Linked DNA regions of Mus musculus: region 1 is linked to region 2. The links are chromatin contacts, called in public HiChIP or PLAC-seq maps. All regions are on one chromosome and are shown on one strand. The core of a region is the stretch at or near the end of the contact, and the rest is flanking DNA. Distances in the headings are between cores, read along the strand shown. Region 1 overlaps Vps35l (VPS35 endosomal protein sorting factor like). Region 2 holds the start of Eri2 (exoribonuclease 2).

The links. HiChIP or PLAC-seq counts read pairs in DNA pulled down with a chosen protein or histone mark.
Region 1: a contact with region 2 is called in an HNF4G HiChIP or PLAC-seq map of pancreatic cancer cells. The contact joins the enhancer-like site here to the promoter of Eri2 in region 2. A contact is called at or near these places in 4 of 39 promoter capture datasets (embryonic stem cells, liver and stem cell-derived epiblast-like cells), 1 of 115 datasets of contacts at active chromatin or transcription factors (pancreatic cancer cells) and 1 of 9 other capture datasets (liver).

The regions. Positions count from the first base shown.
Region 1 is chr7:118,824,816-118,829,779 of GRCm38.p6, forward strand. It overlaps Vps35l (VPS35 endosomal protein sorting factor like), which reads left to right. Exons shown (of 31, transcript NM_027815.4): 27 at 1,369-1,508. Among named protein-coding and RNA genes, the nearest start is that of Gm26147, 5.3 kb to the right of the region's middle. Within about 2 kb of position 3,241, at least 87 of the 459 cell types and tissues checked have an H3K27ac peak or open chromatin away from gene starts, as enhancers often do. A contact at or near this core is called in pancreatic cancer cells, where this site is marked.
Region 2 is chr7:119,791,049-119,795,736 of GRCm38.p6, forward strand. It overlaps Eri2 (exoribonuclease 2), which reads right to left and starts at 3,010. Exons shown (of 9, transcript NM_027698.5): 1 at 2,870-3,010; 2 at 1,383-1,450; 3 at 1,217-1,300; 4 at 53-180. The coding sequence starts at 2,892. It overlaps Rexo5 (RNA exonuclease 5), which reads left to right and starts at 3,074. Exons shown (of 20, transcript NM_001370778.1): 1 at 3,074-3,163; 2 at 3,328-3,454. The coding sequence starts at 3,332.

The DNA of each region.
Region 1 (4,964 bases), core at 1,991-4,490, 970 kb before region 2:
CACGGTCAATACTTTGGCAGGTTTACAAAGAGCTCCCCTCTCTACCTTCCCCAGAGCTCTGGTCCTCCCACTCCCTCCTCCTCTCCTCCTTCCTTTCTCCTGGCTTTGGAAGCCCTCTTGTTTTACAGGTTATTTCATATCTCTCTCAAATGTCTCTACTTTTCAAATAATTCTCTGGAAATGTTACTTGGTTGGAACTCTGGAGCTTTGTGTGTGCTTGCGTGCATGTGTGCAGGTGTGTGTGTGTGTGTGTGCGCACACACACACACATAGATGTGTATTACATGCATTCATTCCTTCAGACAAGTCAGTGTGTGTTGGCTTATTTTTCCAGCACAATATTTCTGGGTAGCCTCAGATGCCTTGGATCTCATAGCCCTGCCTCACCCTCTTGGGTGTGGGATTTCAGGTTTGCCCCACAGCATCTATCCTCCTGCTTCACCCGTTTGAGTATAGGGTTACAGGTTTGCACCACAGTGCCTAGCTCAGTGGTTATTTCTTTGTGCAGCAAGAGAATCAGTCCAGACTTGAAGCAATAGCGCTGTCAGCCACTCAAGACCCTTCCACCTACACAGGAATGAGCTGAGTCCCGCCTCACTTCACACCTGCCTCATTTCCCAGGTTTGAAATGGTCTTGGTGACAGTCTTTCCTTACTTGTGGGCGTAAGGACTCATTGATCCAGACCAGTGTAGGTGCTAGCTCAGGTCACTATATATATGTGTGTGTATATGTGTGCTACGTATAAATTCATGTGGGTGTGTGCACATGTGTGTGTGTGTGTGTGTGTGTGCACATGTGTGTGCATGTACACCTGCTTTGAAGCATGTGTGGCATGTGTGTGGAGGTCAGAGGTTTATGACCGGTGTCATCTTTCACCACTGGCTACCTCTTCTTTTTTTTTTTTTTTTTTTTTGAGCTGGGGGCAATCCCTGGGCCTGGAGCTCATTGATTGGCTAGACTGGCCATTCATCAGGCCCAGGGATCCTCCTCTTTTTGCCTTTCTGGTACTGGGATTACAGACATACCCTGCTGCACTCTGCTTCTATGTGGGTACAGGACATCCATACTCAAGCCCTTGTTCTCATTCAGCAGATGCGTCATGGGTTCAGTTGTCTCCTCAGTCCATTTCTTCAGACTGACCATAAAAGGCCCCCCCTCTGTTTTAGTTCTTCAGTCTGAGCCTGGTTAGCATCTAGTGTTTCCTGGTTGCTCTAGTCAATAGCAGCTCCTTATCCATGGTGGTTTGCAGAACCTTCTGCTGGGCTTCCTGACTAAACTGAACCCTCAGGTTGTCTGATCCCCAGTAGGCTAAGGAAGGCTCTAGCCTTGAACTTTTTGCAACGCTTATCCCTACTCTTGTCTTGCAGCTGATGCTTTCTTCAAAGCCGCCATCGGCCTCGTTCCCGAAGTCCCAAAGACGATAAGCATCGATGGGAAGCTGCGGCCGTCGGAGCCCTTCCTACTGGAATTCCTGTGCAATTTCTTCTCTACCTTATTGATTGTGCCGGTATGTTCACAGGAGCAACAGGTGGTTTTCACTCACCATGCCTCTGCCTCCTGAGTACACTCAGCCCTTAGTATTTTATCTTACGTATGTGTTTGTCAGCATGTATCTGTGTCCTGCATGTGCCTGGTGTCTACAGAGGCCAGAAGAAGGTATCATATACTCTGGGACTGGAATCACAGACAGTTATGAACCACCTTATAGGGCTGGGAACTGAACTTGGGTCCATCTGTAAGAGCAGCCAGTGCTCTTAACTGCCAAGCCATCTCTTGGTTATTTCCAACCAGGCGTGTCTTTTAGCTGATTCAAGGTCTGATAAGTTGACAACCAAGATTAACCAATGATGTAACCCTTACATCATCTAAATGGAACCATGGTTTCAGCTTATGTATCTGGGTTGGGGGAGGTACTACTATTCAGTGCTCTGTACTCTACACTGCCAAGGCTAGGGTGTAGTGACCTTGGACCATGATGGTGACAGTGGGCACCAGCTCTTTCTCCCCTTGGCTCTGCAGGTTTGGGGGTTACTTATGTGTGTGTCCTGTCCACAAAATGAGGGTGATCTTGTGCCAGCTCCCAGTGTTCTGATGAGGACTGGGTAAGGGCACAGAGTATAGCCACCCAGGGAAGCTCTTAGGTGGCAGGATTCTTTGGAACCGGAAACAGTAGACATTGGCTCTTTGTGGTTGTGAGAGATGAGCAGTCATCCCTGGGGCCCTTTTGGGGCTAGGGGAGTCCTGTAGTAGGATTCCTGGAGGCTTCCCATAGCAGGGGTTCTCAGCCTGGTCTTGGACCTGCTTCCTGACAGCAGTTTGGATGAAGAAACGAAATGGCATCTCTGTTTTCCCAAGTGTCTGGGTCCGTTTACCTTTCACCTGATTGTGAGCTGCACACAGAGAGCCTCGGTGGTCACGGCAGCGGTTGGGGCTTTGTCACAGAGAGACGTGAACAGGCATTCTGTTACTCCGGTTCTGGTGCAGAGGCTGTTTCTTCTTCTTTTCTTTGTTGTTCCCGACCACCTGCCCCTTCTCCTCATCTCCTTCTTCTTTCCCCTCCCTTCCCATTTGTCTCATCCCATGTTTTGTGAGCAGTCTTTTGGTTTTTTGGTTTATTTTGTTTTTACTTTTGAGAGTCTCACTGTGTAAGTGAGGCCATCTGAAACTCAAGATTCTCTTACTGCAGTCCTCCCATGCCGCATGCTGCCTTCATGCAGTCCTCCCATGCGACATGCTGCCTTCCTGCAGTCCTCCCATGTGGCATGCTACTTTTTCTTCACCAACACACGCAGCACCTGCCTTGCTTGCTTCTGAAAGAGTTCAGGCTGCTGCTCTTCTCCCTTCCTTAGAAAGCACCATGGTAACTCTCCCCACAGAGCGTCCTTAGGTTTTCACAAAAGCATTGGGAAAGTAGCCGCAGAATTGCATTGCTATGACCATGTTCCCTTGAAGCCTCGGGTGTCTTCTTTGCTGATTTACAAATAACAGCCCCAGGAATCTATAGGCTTCACCTGGCAAAATTGAAACCAAAAACTGCAAAGCAAATATCAAAACAATACCCCAGAAACCCTTCCTTGAGACGGCTGTGCATCGGGGTTGCCCTGTTAAATGCACACTCCTGGAGTTCACCCTTGAATGTCTCTCTCAGGAGGTTAAAACTGGCCCATTGGAGGGCACTGCCCTCAGTGGTTCAGGAGGGGCCACTCCCAGGACTAGACCGGGAGATGTGTCATGCCAAGTTTGGGCTGTGCAATGACTCAGCACTTGCTGGGTCCCAGGTTTCTTTAGGGGTGATGAAATACTCTTCAGTCGATTGTGGCGACAGCCACACAACTCTGGATGCAGGAACAGACATTGAATTGTGTGCCCTGAATGGGCGTATTGTTCCCTGTGCGGATTATGTATCTCCATCAAGCTGAGAAAACAAAAAATGACTCAGCAGTGGGCTCTCTCTGTTCAGATTCCAAGTTCTCAGAGGGGAACCAGGAGGCCCAGCCACAGACCTGCTCTGGGGGAGGCTTTGATTGTCCTTTGTGGCAGGCAGCATCCTGGTGAGGGGTCAGGTGGCAGAGCTGCAGGGGCTCCCAGAGTCCCTTCCCTGGACACCTGCTCACCGTGCTCTGCGGTCAGTGCCTCCTGTCTGTCTGACCTGGTTATTTGTCCTATACGTAGAGCCGAGGACAAGCCCAAGTTTCTAATGAAGCACTTGATGTTGATCGTGTGGTGATTTGTCGAGGTGCCTTACCGCCTGCACACGAGCTTCCCACGTGCTGCAAGCAGCCAGGGTCTCTCTGAAGGCCTTCTCCTCAGAGTCTCAAACTTGGGTCAAGCTCTGGGGCCTTGGAGATGGTTTTGTAATTCCTCCAAGTCTTACCTGTCATCTTACAAAAGCATGGAAATGCCTACCTCGCAGGACTGCCGCCTTGCGGGTTTCATACTTAAGAACGAAAGCATGCTGTAAGCCAGAGCCTCCCTCCCTGGGGTTACACGCTGGTGACCAGAGGGCAGAACCCAGCCAGCTGCCACACTTGCTTCCTCCGGGACGATGGAAAGCGCTTGGAGTTTTCCACAAAAAAAAAAAAAAAAAAAAGCTGAAGCAAATACAGGTTTGTGGCTTCCCTTGAGGACTCAGCTCCTGCCATTCACACTGGTGTTCTACAGTCTGTTCAGATAGCTAGGGCTGGGAGCAGCTGCCCCAAGCATGCAGGGTGTGCATCCTCCATTCCAGATGCCAACCTGGCACAGAGGCATTGAGAAAGCACCTTTTGCCATGAGTAGGACTTTGTTGCTTTTCCTGGTGTCAAAGACTGCACTTTGGTGAGATCCAGGCAATGAAGATCAACTGCCATCTGAGGACTGAGGGTACATGTGGAGGTCAGAGGTCAACATCAGTATCTTCCTTGTTTTTCTTCCTTGTTGTCTCAGTTCTTGAGACAAGGTCTCTCAATGAGGCTGGAGTTCACCGGTTAGGAGAAAACGGTTGGCCAGCAAGCCCAGGGATCTATCTCTCATCCCCAGCACTGTACAGGGAGAGGTACGCATTGCTCACGGCTTTTCTGTAGATGTTGGTGATGTAACTCAGGGCCTCGTGCTTGTATAACAAACACCTTACCTACTCAGCTATCTCCCCATTTTGGTCCCAGGAGCATGCATTTATTTGGTGCTGTGCCAAAGCCCTTCATGGGCACTTACATAGCCTCTGAGAATCCTCCCTGAGCTTTGTAAGGTAGAAATTAGTGAATCTGTTTCTCTTATAGAGATACCTAGACCTGAAAAGGTTGCGCCTGGGGCTGTAGAGGTCGTTGGCAGCAGAGCAGGATTTGTCTCCTCCAGGGTCCTTCACACGTGATGTGAGCCCAGAGAGTCTGCCGTGCTCTGTTCACTCAGGACCATCAGGGCTTAGCAGCTCTTCATCCCTCCTCAGGAGAGGTAGCATTAGGACAAAGGCACCTCTCACCTGCTA
Region 2 (4,688 bases), core at 1,760-4,259:
CTTTTTGAGTATCTAAAATTTGCATCATACCTGGCTTTTTTTTTAATCATACCTGTTTTATCCCTGTCAGTTCTGTGCAAAATTCAGAAAGAATTGGATGTTCTTGAGGCTGAACGTAAGCATGAAACTCAGATTCAATCTCTCCAGTTGCTGTATTCAACAAAACTGCTGGAAATTCAACTAAATAAAAGAACCATGGGTTAATACTTAAATATATTTTATTTATTTTTTATTGTTTATTATTTATTTACTTATGTACTTATTTATTTATTTCTGGCTGGTCTGGAAACCTATATAGATCAATAGTTCTCAATTTGAGCCGGGCATGGTGGCACATGCCTTTAATCCCAGCACTTGGGAGGCAGAGGCAGGCGGATTTCTGAGTTTGAGGCCAGCCTGGTCTACAGAGTGAGTTCCAGGACAGCCAGGGCTACACAGAGAAACCCTCTCTCGAAAACAAACAAACAAAATATATCTCAATCTGTGGGTCACATATCCTTTGGGGTTCAAATGGCCCTATCACAGGGGTTGCATATCAGATATTTTATATTATGATTCATAAAAGTCACAAAACTACAGTTGTGAGTAGCAATAAAAATAATTTTAAGTTTGGGGGTCACCAAAAGATGAAGAACTGTATTAAGGGGTCACAGCATTAGGAAGGTTGAGAACCACTGATCGAGATTAAGCTGGTTTCAAATTTATAGAGATCCACCTGTCTCTGCCTCTTGAGTGCTGGGATTAAGGGTGTGTTGCACCATACCAGGTCTGAATATGTGAATTATCCTGAACATACACTGCTTTCATAATAGCATCATTAAAAAATCAATTCCCTTAAAAGCTTATTCCAATACCCAAAGCAGTGAGAAGCAAAGTTATAATAAAGCTGTGCCATGGAATAAGTCAGAATATCAAAAGTATGCCCATTTTGTTTTACAATTAAACATGAACACAGCATGAATTAAAATATACTTTACTATTGAAAAGCCTTTTTTTTTCCAGTTGTATCTAATCAAAGTTTTAAATGTAATCTTAAAACAACTAGCTACTTTGGATAATCACATTCAGGTATTTGGTATTTTATTCTTTTGTAGGTCAGAGTTTTTATATTAAACTACGAGCTTACAGCATTGTTTTCTTATTGGCTGGCTTATATCTAGGATGTTTAAGAAGACTCCTAGAGCACTAGCTTTGGCCACTGGCCATCCACACTCACTTATTTCAGGGCTACTGTGGTGCTTCCCATCATTCCAGCAGGTAGACTCAAAGTCAACGACAATTAAGTAGGCATACAACTGTTCTGCAAAAGACCACAGTGTTCTTAGGTTCCGACGATGTTCCAAGGGCAAGGCTTCAAACTGTAACGTAAGCGTGGGACTTACTCAATCTGCTCCCTCCTGGATTTCCACTTGCTGGTGTAACTGACTTTCTCCTAATTAATCCAAGCCGCCTAAAAATGCAAGACACAGGAAGATCAATAAACTCATTTACACTGCAGTTAGAATATGATATTAAAGTAATAGCCCCAAACAGATGGCAAAATCATCTCTAATGTACGGTAAGTGGAGCTGGGTGTGAGGGCCCCACACCTGGAGGCTCAGCAGTCAGCAGGCCACGGCCAAACTGAACTGAGGGACAGCTTACAGCACACAGCAGGACCCTGCCTCAAACAACAGCTGCATACTGACTGAAGGAAAGGAGGGCTAGACTTTAAAAGTCCTAGGTCCTTGTGCGAATGGCCATCCTCTCTTGAGTTTAGTGTCCATTTTACCTGAGCGGGCTTCACAAACACTACTCTTACCTGTTCACGTTTTATAGTAGTACCGAGGAATTGACTATAAAGATGTATTTTTCAAGCCTTTGCTATGTACCAAGGGGATGATGCCTGTGCTTAAACTCTAAAAATGGAGGGGAGAAAGATTACCAGAGTACTACTGAAAGGTAATCTATGATTAAAAACAAAAACAAAAACAAAACAAACAAACCTCCCAACAGCAATACACTGCAGTCCAAAGAAGGGAAGATCCCAAATGATGACGAATACAACTTTAAGTAGACAGACACCTGGAATAGTTATTTTGGCTATTTGAAAAAGACAAGACGTGAGGCCAATGTAGGGATTTGGAATGAAAAACTAACATTTACTAGTCACTTCTTCAGCAAATATTTAATTAGGATGGTGACTTCTTTTAAACAATTCTAGGTGGTAGACATGTCTGCAACCTGTATTTTATGCAAGAGAAAAGTAAATGATTTGCCTAAAGATGGCCATAGTATGTTAACCTTTGACAGGACTTTTCACGCTTGAATCCTATGCTATTCATTAATACATCAGATAGGGGTTTTGTTTTGAATCTGGTTTTGTTGTTGTTTTGAGACAGTCTCACTATTTAGCCATCGCCTGCTTGAACATCACCATGAGGACCAGGCTGGCCTCCAACTTTCCATGCTGGTATTGTAGGTCCATTCCACTATGCCTGGTAAGTTTGATACTGTGTCCACAATCTCAACAAATGTGTACAACGCATCCAAAAATCTGTGCACAGCATATTCCCCCCCACCCCCCCCCAAAAAACCTGAGAGAGTCTGTGGTAATTCTGACAATAAAACTGGACTAGGCAGGTCACTTGGGCGCAGTGGCACCTGCCTGAGAACAGTGTGCAGAGCTGTCACGTTCCAGGTCCCAGGGGTCTAGAATGAACAGACCTGATAGAGCATGCCACGGTAGGGAGGACCCGGGGTTTCTCGGGCTCCTCCAACTTGTCGCGAATGGCGACGTGGGGCCCGAGAAGACCAGGGCCCTTTTCAGATCCAGACCAAACGACTGCGGATGAACACCGCCCACCCTAAGGGGAACCCCCTAACGTACCGCGCCAGTCTCTTGGTCGCCATCCCCGGACCCTGGGTTTCGCAGAGTTCAACGGCCGGAAGTCGGACGCCCCCACTTCCGGTCTGTTTAAACGCCGGCGCGGCAAGGGAAGCGGGCGCTTGTAGAGCGGCGGCGGCCGTCGCCAGCGGTTTGTGGGCGTTGCATAGGGGGCGGTTCGGGACCCGGGGGCGTGGACAGAGGCTTGAGGACCGGGAGCCCCTCGCTCTGCGCACGACGCGCCTCAGGGAGCGCTTTAAACTTCGCGACGGCTTAAATTGAGGAAAGGAGGCGTAGGTCTGTGGCCTTTTTTGCGAGGGCCAAGAGTGGTAAACTGGTTTGAGCCGCTTCAAGAGACAAACCAACCGTCACTCCTGTCTAGCGCTTTGCTGGAGAGAGGCCGCGACACGGTTTCCTGGTCGCCGCGGGGTCCTCAGCTCCAGCTGATCTTTCCCCTACAGCCTGATGGAGCAAGAGAAGGAGGAGGCGAACTCCAGGAAGAGGAAGGAGGCCCCGAACTCCTCGGCCTCGGCTACAGAGCGGGATGGACCTCCTTCGCATATTCAGGACCGCGAGCCACAAGCCAAGGTGAGCAGAGGAGAGAGCCCAGCAGGCTGGCCCGAAGTCACTTGTGGCTGGGAGTCACTTTCGCCAGCACCCGAAGGGTCCCTGCCGAAGGGTAAGGGCTCACCCACTGACCTCACTCAACTCTGCTCCCTTGGTTGTACCACCTCGTCCAGGCTCTCTCCATAGTTTAAAACTGACTTAGTGTCTGGTACACAGAATATTCATTTAACAAACATTTATTAAGATCCGTATAACAAAATATTTCAGGAATATCCATGCACACCTAAACAGGATTCTCTTGTTTTTATACAATATTTATGAAGAAGTAAAAATGAATGGTCATTTTGATGGGGAATTTATCCTGGGGAAATGATTAGATGGAGGAATGATACCAGTAATAAGAATGTTTGCCCTAGTATTTGTATTTTTAAATGTTTCATCGAAAAGAGAATTTTAAATATAAAATTTTCATTACATATTTAAAAATGCACTTAGCCTGAACCATTTTCTCATGTTAAAGTTGTGGTTATATAACTGACTGATAGGGAAAAATATAGATTAGGGTGGGGATGGTTAGAAAGCAGATGGATGTTTGTAAAGTCCCCTGGGTTGGAAACGGTAGTCCAGAGATTAAAAAGCTTGATCTTCGGAGGCTGCATTCCCGCTGTGGCTTTTAAACCTCTTTCTTCATTTCTTTGTTGTAAAATGGGAGTATGGTGATCCCCACTTAAAAGTTCTAAGAAATGATGTAGTACAAAGAAATTTCTCAAAACTGTGTGGCTAAGAGTCAGCAGTGTGGCTCAGTAATAGAGGACTTGCCTTGCATGTGCCCAGAATTCAGTCCCTAGAACAGAAACTCAAAAAAGTGGTTAATAGTAAATACCTAACCTTAGCTCAAGGCCATTGTATAAGTTAGGGTCTCTATTGCTGTGATAAAACACCATGACCTCATAACCAAAATCATCTTGTCTAGGGATGGGTTTATCTCAGCTCTCATAGCCAGATCACAGTCCTATTCACAATTCTTCACTAGAATTCAGGTCAAGAGCCAGGAGGCAGTAACTGATACAGAGGCCAGGAAGGGAGGAGGACTGCCTACCACTTTGCTCCTCAGGACTTGCTCAGTCTTCCTTCTTTCTTTCTTCCTTCCTTTCTTTCTTTCTTTCTTTCTTTCTTTCTTTCTTTCTTTCTTTCTTTCTTAATATTTTTTATTAGGTATTTTCCTCATTTACATTTCCAATGCTATCCCAAAAGT